Regions from separate parts of the Rattus norvegicus genome. Here region 2 is linked to region 1. Evidence: chromatin contacts called from public Hi-C data. All regions are on one chromosome and are shown on one strand. The core of a region is the stretch at or near the end of the contact, and the rest is flanking DNA. Distances in the headings are between cores, read along the strand shown.

Evidence for each region. A called contact is a pair of places that touch in the nucleus more often than the background predicts.
Region 2: a Hi-C map of liver shows a contact between it and region 1, with 2.5 times the contacts expected there. The contact joins the promoter of Pdk4 here to the enhancer-like site in region 1. A contact is called at or near these places in 5 of 12 Hi-C or Micro-C datasets (hepatocytes, kidney, liver and 1 more).

The regions. Positions count from the first base shown.
Region 1 is chr4:34,523,480-34,527,960 of GRCr8, reverse strand. No RefSeq gene overlaps it. Among named protein-coding and RNA genes, the nearest start is that of Pdk4, 43 kb to the left of the region's middle. Within about 2 kb of position 1,395, at least 42 of the 93 cell types and tissues checked have an H3K27ac peak or open chromatin away from gene starts, as enhancers often do. A contact at or near this core is called in hepatocytes and liver, where this site is marked.
Region 2 is chr4:34,566,407-34,571,011 of GRCr8, reverse strand. Pdk4 (pyruvate dehydrogenase kinase 4) reads left to right here and starts at 2,683. Exons shown (of 11, transcript NM_053551.2): 1 at 2,683-2,907; 2 at 3,834-3,975. The coding sequence starts at 2,778.

The DNA.
Region 1 (4,481 bases), core at 146-2,645:
ATGTGAGATGCTGGGGAAAGGTAGATGCCAGTGGGGAGACTGTTGGTCTTGAGGATGGTCATAACTGTGACTCTTTCCTCACCCAGTGACTACAGCTTGGTCACTTCTAGTCATGGCTTCTCATTTGCGCACCCCCCCACACACACACACACACACCTCCCCAGTCACTACAGCATCTCGGACAGGGAATCACATAACCGCATGTGTGCCTAAGGAAGACTTAAGGCTCATTTCCCAGGAACACAGAGGACACATTTATGTATGTCTTTCTGGCCACCTGAGGTGTTCGCCCCTGACTAACCCATAAGCTTCTTCTCTCAGAGTGGCTCTCACTCTGGCAGTCCAGCTCTTCTAATATTTACCAACTCAACACATTCACATGTTGGTTTCCTGGATGATTTTGTGACTCTGTTCACTGCCAGTTTTCTTTTATTATTTTGCACAAAATTAATTTCTCCCCATGCTTAAGGCAGTAAGACTAGGTTTGTTGCGAATGTTTCTAATTTAACTCCCCACCCTCAGCATGTGTTTGGAGACTCACGAGCTATTTGGAGGTCAAGGGACAACTTTCAGGAGTCAGCTCTTTCCTTCTACCCCACGGAAGAAGCAAGGCCTCTCTTAATTGTTGTTATTTTACTGTGTACCCCAGGCAACCTTGCCTTCAAACCATTAAGCGACTCTCTGGTCTCTGACACCAATCTTTTCCTGCAAATCGTGAAACTGGAGATACACTCTACCACAGCTGTTTGTTTGTGTGAGTTTCAGGAATCAACGTTTGGTCTTCAAGCTTGCTAACCCTCTGAGACACCTCTGAGCAGTCCCCCACCCCCATTTTCTTGGCATTTTTTGTTTTGCTTTGTTTTTTTATCGGCTTATGAAACATTTTCGCAGTTGTCCTTCATACAGGGCTCTAAAATAAGACAGTGCCCATTGTGGGTGCAGTTTAAGAGGTCAAGTCCTTCAGCCTTGGCTCAACTAGAGTCTCTCCCAAGCCCATCCTGCCTTCTTGAGGCTTCCTGGTCGATCAGTTCACCTCCCTCCCTGGATCCTGGCCCCCAGTTGTAACATCTCCTTACATGAAGGTTTTTTCCACTGTCCCTACATCAAAAAGGAAAAGGAAAAAAGAAAAAAGAAAAAAACTTGGGGGTAGATAGGTATTCATATCTATTTGGCTGACAATGGCTTATACCACTTTATTAAGGACTGGTAGCGGTTGGGGATTTAGCTCAGTGGTAGAGCGCTTGCCTAGGAAGCGCAAGGCCCTGGGTTCGGTCCCCAGCTCCGAAAAAAAGAACCAAAAAAAAAAAAGGACTGGTAGGGAACTGTAAGGGTGCCACTACTACTGTTCAAAGATAGCCTATAATTATCTGTCTGAAACCAAAGTTGACTTTACCCTTATCATCGATTAAACAACCGTAATAGTTAATGGAGGAAAACTTCCTGGGCAAAATGAGTTTAGTGACTGCAGCCTCCATTGTCAGCAGACGGGGACTCCAGGAACTCATGTTGTTGTAAGCTACCCATAAGCCACTGCCCCACCACCCCACCTCCCAGTCTAAGACCATTATTTCAGTGTCTAAAGAAATTGCCATCTGAATTATTTCCCAAATAATTGCTAGGTGGTCATACTTCAAGAAGGGCCCAGAGAGTTAAACTCCACATAAAAACAAGGCTTTGGGATCTCTCACAGGTTCTGGTAAGCAAAGACAACTGAACCACTAGCCCAGATCCCACAGCACAGACTCACCCACACCAGGGTGCTGTGTTCCCAGAGTATGTAAGTAGATCTTCCCTGAAAGAGAGTTAAGGAGAACAAGGACTCAGCCTGGGGACAAAGCTCCTTTCCAATTCGGTCAGGTTGACAGTGAAGTCAAGCCTCATGTAGAGATAGAAACTCCTGATCTGCCTGATTGATTTGTTTTGTTTATTTGAACAAAGGGCTGTTTCACAGCTGAGGCTGAGTGCCCAGCATCTAGCCAGCTGACTTCTGCGCCTTAACAAAAGCCCCAGCTGCCAAAGAAAACACTGAGGCCCGGAACAAAAATCCAAGATTTTCCAAGGCCATTTGATTCTAACACAAACAGACAGCATTTTTGCAAATAAAGATTCAGAATTAGGATTTAGGGCTCCTGTGTTCTTACATGCAAAATATGTAAACTTTTCAGATGCTAAGGTTTACCCCTAAACTAAGCTCACCATCAAAAGGCAGTATCATTTGTGTGTTTTCTTCATTCTTAGGCTCCTGGAAAACAAACATGCCGGCGTGCTCACAGTGGCAGACAACCAAAGAGAGATCCTACCTCAACTACCTCAGACAAGACCAAAGAGAAGACACACTCGGAGCTGTCCTCTGATGTCTATGTGCACACCTTGGCCAGGGTACAGCATCACTCACTCACACTTAGGAAAGCTGGAGGGAGGGGGGGAGGGAGGGAGGGAGGGAGGGAGGGAGGGAGGGAGGGAGGGAGGGAGGGAGGGACAGATGGATAGACAGATGGAAGGATGGATTGTTGGATGGATGAATAGAAGGGTGGATGTGAATGAGATGAAATTTTAACATTTGGGGGGTTGACACCAGGTAGATGCTTCTTGGTCAATGGAAGTTTCAAATCTAAAAAAGAGGGACCAAGTCTTAGAAAGTCAGTTTAACAACTTTGAAACAAGAAGCTATGCCTTATATAAACATGAGGAATGTCTGAAAGGCTGGCTTTGCAAATATTTCTCTTAAAAGTAAAAGGAAATAGTGCTGGTTTTGGTTTTTTTTTTCCCTGCACTGTTAGAAAGAAATCACCACGGGTAAAATTCGGGTTTGTAGCACATCATCGAGGTGATACACTGGAAAGCGAAAGACTCAGGAGAGGGTGGTGACATGTGCAGGCTCTGGGGTCAAAAGCCAAGTTTTCTCCAACTTTGGTGATTGGTGATGCTGGCTGAATTCCAAGTGTCTGTGACCTTCTCTACCATAGCGAGAACAGGGAGGGAACCGGAGGTTGACTGCTCAGACTCTATTTTCAATCCCTGACAAGGATGGGAGGGAGGGAGAGGTGATTGACAGCTGATCTCTCCTGGCTCCACCCTATAGCTGCAAGGTCTGAGTTCCCAAAACACAAGCTAAATGAAAGAAGCAAGAACCTGTTGACTTCTGGCTGGATAGCAAGATTGGAGTGATACTGGCCTCGAGTAATAATTTTAAAACGAGCCAAGGGTTGAGGAGTGCAGGAGAACAGTCAATGTCCACAGTGGGGCCAGAGGAGAAAAGAGGGGTATGGCAGCCCAGCACCACACAATGTCCCCGTCTGAGCAGAAAGCAGCCAGGCTGTTTGTTCTTGGCATTGATCTAACTCTCTCATAAGTTTCTGGCTACCTCCCAGACAGAACGACATGTTCCCTACTGGGTGCCTAAAGGACTTAAAAACATGTTTGCTTGTGCAAATCGTCAAGTGGTCTCTAGCATCAGACTTGACCAGCAAGTTTCAACCATTACCATGTCCAAAGCACATTGTTAGTATGGTCGGGACACTCTTGCAATTAGAGCTGATTTTAAGTGAGCCTAGCTGTTCCAGTAAATCGTGGTTCAAAAATACCCACTTGGGAAGAGTAAGTATAGATATGGTCTCAGCTAATCTTTTTTTCTGTCACTGTCACTGATGTAGCTTTTAGGTCTTGCACCTGTTTCCACTATGCTGCCTCCCTCCTGCCCGCCCTCCCTCCTCCCACCTCCAGCCGGGGTGAGCTCCTCGAGCTGGGCACATTACTCACCCTGTGGGAGCTAAAATAGCACAGATTAACACCAGCCTTCCAATGCCAGCGTGTAGGCAATGGCTCAGCCTTTCACTCTCCCTTATCTGGAAGGTGAAGAGGAGGCATTAATCAGTCACCGTGAGAGGTCCCTGCTGGGTCTCTAGGGCTTGCTCCCAGTGAGCAAAAAAGCTAGTTTCGCTTTCTGAATTCCGACCATAAACAGCAGTCAAAGTATTACAGAATATCTTAGTCAGAGACCAGATTTCCTCCCCACACACCAGTTGTTATAAACAAGATGGGCCATGAGGAGTGGACTTGCCAACAAACCCCCCCCCCCCCCCCCCGAGCTGGGGACCAAACCCAGGGCCTTGTGCTTGCTAGGCAAGCGCTCTACCACTGAGCTAAATCCCCAACCCCATGAATTTTCTTTTTTTAACTGGGTATCTTTTATTTACATTTCAAATGTTATCCCTTTAACCGGTTTCCTGTCCATAAACCCCCTACCCCCCTTCTTCTATGAAGCTGTTACCAACAACAACTACCAACTCCTCCCCGCCCTCCCACCATGACATTCCCCTACACTGGGGGGCTCAGCCTTGGCAGAACCAAGGGCTTCTCCTACCATTGGTGCCCAACAAGGCCATCCATCTGCTACTTATGCAGCTGGAGCCATGGGTCTGTCCATGTGTACTTTTTGGGTAGTGGTTTAGTCCCTGGGAGCTCTGGTTGGTTGGTATTGT
Region 2 (4,605 bases), core at 1,434-3,933, 42 kb before region 1:
ACAAAATTTGGGTAACCTAGGTTCACACTTAGCCTTTAGTCATCTCTGTGAGCATCATATGACACCACCTGATCCTAAATCACCCCACAACACCATAAGGTAATTCTGAGTACACAATAGGCTTGAGAAAATAGGACTTTCTTTCTCAATGAAACCCATGTATCATATCCTACAGCTTCTTCCCTTCTCTCTCTGGATAAGAATATTGTTCTTCGTAGCATGGAATTTTGCCTGAAAGGAAATGGGATTGTGTACTTTCGTTTCTTGGGAGGTAGTTCAGGGTAGAAGGGGATCGTCTACCTTCTATTTGCTTCATCAATGAGAGTCTTTCACTCAAGGATTCACGTGTGAAACATATCAACGTGACCGAATTTCTTGCAAGCAAGACTTAAATTTAATTAACTATAGTATATATTAATTTAATAGTAAAACTTTTAGCACTAAAGAAAAGAAAGAAAATACAGTCCCAAGGAAACATGATTTTTCTCCATGCTTGTGAGATTCTGACATAAGTGTTGAATAAGCTCCCAGTCCATAAAACCCAGTGCTTCGAGCACGCGTATTATCCCAAGTTATTTAATGTGTTACAAGTGAACAGGAAAAAAAGAAGATATATAGTGACTGATGAAAGAGAGAGAGAGAGAGAGAGAGAGAGAGAGAGAGAGGGAGAGAGGGAGAGAGGGAGAGAGGGAGAGGGAGACAGTGTGTGTGTGTGTGTGTGTGTGTGTGTGTCTGTGTGTCTGTGTGTCTGTATGTCTGTGTGTGTGTGTGTGTCTGTGTCTTGCTTCCTTTTTAGATCACTTGGACATTTCTTTGCTTCCCAGAGCACTGTGTTGTATATGATTCCAAGCCCGACCTGTGGGTTCTGGTTCTGGTGGTGTCTGTGTGCAAGCATCAGTGCTGGCTAAGCTCCTTTATCTTAAGTGCTGGAGCGGCAGTGTTTTGAGTTGCATTTACTTCAATTGGGTTTTTTTCTTCCTTTTATTTTTTTCTCACTAGAGTTAGTTGCCGATGTCTTTTCACTCATCTCTGGATTATTCCTCAGTGTCTTTAAGAACCGGTACCAGATTCTCTTTACCAGAAAACTATGGTCAAGTGTCTCCACCAGATTGTTTTTTCCCATGGGTCTGAGCAAAATGTGTGGGTGCAATGGCAGGCATAAATGATGCTAGAACTTACAGGCAATGACAAGACGGAGGTGGGGGGATGGACAGAAAGTCAACGTGTTATTTCTAAGCAAGTCACACAAGTGGACACAGCATTGGACAGGACTAGCTCAGACCTCCCCCCCCCCATGGTGGTAGCTTTGAAAGAAGGAAGATTCATGCTAGACATATGCGTGCACAAGTCCAATACACAGTAGAACACTGGAGTCTGGCTACAGGAGCAGAGTTTGCACGAGAGATAGAAATTAGACATCAGTCATGTGACTAGGTTAGCTCTCTTAGGGGAAAAGGCAAAGTAAGAGTGCACCTAGGGTCACCCATGACTTTCATCACACCACATCCTCCTTACATGCGAGGGCTAAGGGCACCTTGGGTAACAAACTGCCTTTGCTGCCTTGTTCCCATTCCATTCCATTTGCAACCGAGTCGTTATCATTGTCCCTTATCAACAGTCCATTTCGAGTGAACAGAAGGGCGAGAGAGGTTAGGATGAGAGTTTTATGACCCACTAAAATGTTTCAACAGCAATCATTAGGTAAACCAATATTGAGAGGTAACAAAGTAGGGTAGGATGCACTGAGCCTCTGGAAAATTAAAGAGCCCAAATAACTACAATATGCTACAATGCCTGCTAGGGACAAAGGCTGCTTTTGGAAGGAGGGCAGTCACAGTGAAGAGAGAGCTTTCGGAGCAGATTGAGGGAGGGGCGTTCAAGAGCAAACCAGAAGGCCTTAGAGAAAGAGGGGGTAACAGGGGATGTGGACTACAGAGCTGATCAAACACGCAGCAAATCGCTTTTTAGTTTACATTTAAAAAAAACCGGTAGAAAGTGTCACAAGGGAGAAGTGAACTGGGCTTTTCCACCACAGTAATAATAAGGCTATTTAGGCAGTTTCTAAATTCAAACTGGTATGTGTTCGCTAAGGGGAAAGTCGGGGAAACTATAGGGTGGTCCTTGCTTTCGCGGTCCAATGGCAAGGAAACCCTTACTTAAGAAGCAGATGATTGGCTACTGTAAAAGTCCCGCTCTGAGCGAACACCAATGCACTCTCTGCGGCAAGATTCTTGGAAACAGTTTCTGGCGAGGAATGCGTGACATTGAGATGGCTCCTGAGTTGTAAACAAGGACAAGTCTGGGCGGGCCTGAAGCCCCGGGCGACCTGGGACCTATCCCAAGGGTGCCAATCTCAGGCCCACGTCGTCCGGGATGCCCACTGTAGCTGCTCCCCTACACCACCCCACCCCTGCCTCCCTCTCACCCTTTGCCCCTTACAGGCCGTGGAAACCGTGTCGGGATCACTGTGCCAGAACTTTCTAGTGACCGCGGCCAAAGGGAGGAGCCCAAAGTTCTTGCTCTGAGCTGATTGGTGTGGCCCCAAGTTCAGAGTCCCAGAGGCTCCTCCTGGCAGGAGTTGTGGAGAGGGCGGGGGAAGTAAATAAAAGGCAAGACAGCGGGAGGTGGGAAGACAAGAGTGTCAACCCTTCACCCAGCCTCGAGCACCCGGGACCCTGAGCCCACAGCGCACTTGCTCTCGCTCGACCGCGCTCCCGCCCCGCAGTCCTCACCAACCCTACGGATCCTAGCCACCGCCAGCCTAGGAGGGCATCAGGATGAAGGCAGCCCGTTTCGTGATGCGCAGCGCCAGCTCGCTGGGCAACGCCGGCCTGGTCCCCAGGGAGGTCGAGCTGTTCTCCCGCTACAGCCCGTCCCCGCTGTCCATGAAGCAGCTGCTGGACTTCGGTAAGAGGCGACTGATGCAGGGCCCAGGAGGGTGGCCCTGAGGCTGGGGAGGCCCCAGGATGGGAAGGGCTGAGTTCAGGGGTGAGGACAACCTAGGTCTGTTTGGCTGAAGAACCCAGAAGCCTCAAAGGGCTGTGCACCTGTTTTCCTAGTTCGCTAACTTTCTGACAGTTTGACCCAGAAGTCTACGTCACCTGTAACCACACTGATGTTCAACTTCCATTCGACTTTTCTCTTCTTACTGTCCAGATCTTTGAGTTTATGTATATGCTTTCAGCCACCATTTTAATAATGGGCTAGAAACGAACTCCTTTCTTCCTAATGCTCTATTTCCTATTAACATAAACTCACCTTAGATTGATAGATTTAAACTTGTACCCCACCTCCATATACAGTGCAAATCTCTTAGCAGCGTGCCTAATACTATTTCGCCTTTATTGTTTTACAAATATTTACATTACTATTAATTTAAAAAAATTACCGTTACTCCCTCTCTGCAGCGGGTGGCATAAGGAACATTTCAAGATGTCAATGTGGTATTCTTTGTTGCTAGTCTGAGAACGCCTCTGCCTCCTTCTACCCAGATCCTTTTAAGTTCATATTCATTAGAGGGTGTGTTGTTGACTTTGTGGGGCAGGCTGGCTGTGGACTCACGGATAGGAAGAACTGGAGAGTAGTCGGATTTCTCCAGAGTGATTTTTTTTTTCAGAAAGAAAGTAAACAGTATTTCACCTATGTTGGTCACTCTTAAAAGGAGAAAAGGGATAGGGGGAGTAGGACTGAAAGAAAAAGACGTTAAAATAGCTGTCCTTAAAGTACCCATAAGCACTAACCTAACTGTGATTAAGATACCGTTTTATAATTTTATATTTGCTACTTATTCTCAATTTTTTTCTCTAAAACTGAGCATGTTTCACCCACTACAGGTTCAGAAAATGCCTGTGAGAGAACTTCTTTTTCTTTTCTTCGGCAAGAATTGCCCGTCAGACTTGCCAACATCCTGAAGGAGATTGACATCCTCCCTGAACGCTTAGTGAACACCCCTTCCGTCCAGCTGGTGAAGAGCTGGTAAGGCTCGCTGCTCTGAAGTCTCTGGCTGAGTACTGCTTCTTATACATATTAACCTCATACCTGGATAACAGGCGGTCTTGACAGAAAAAAGTTTTGAATGTTGTACATAGGTTTGTATTAACTTAGGGCAAGTTATCATTAGGATTGTTATAAATCTGCAAATAGATGTCTATTGATATCCTAAAAAAAAATTCCTCTTCACCTTGGGGAGGATGTGTTTCTAGTTTTGCTTTTCTTTCCTTTTCCTCTTTTCCTTGCTGTTATTTGTCTCCCAAGACCAGGTCTGTGAGTCACAGGCTTCCTGAGATTTCTTATATAGTTAGGATGACCTTGAACTCCCTTCTACTTATCTTTACCTCCTAGCTGCTGCGATTATAAACATGGTCTACCATACCCAACTTCACTACAACATAATTTGGACACATGGGATAGTTTTGAAGAATAACCAACATATGGATTTTTTTTAACTTCGTGCTTTACATAACAAAAAAATGGAATCTGGAATTGTATAAACAATCCCCTGCCTAGAAATAGATGGAGATGTCTGCTGTTTAGAGAGGGTCTATGTTTTGTTCCTTATCAACAACTAGCAAAGTGAGCCTCGGGTTCAAATTGTGCCTTTGCATT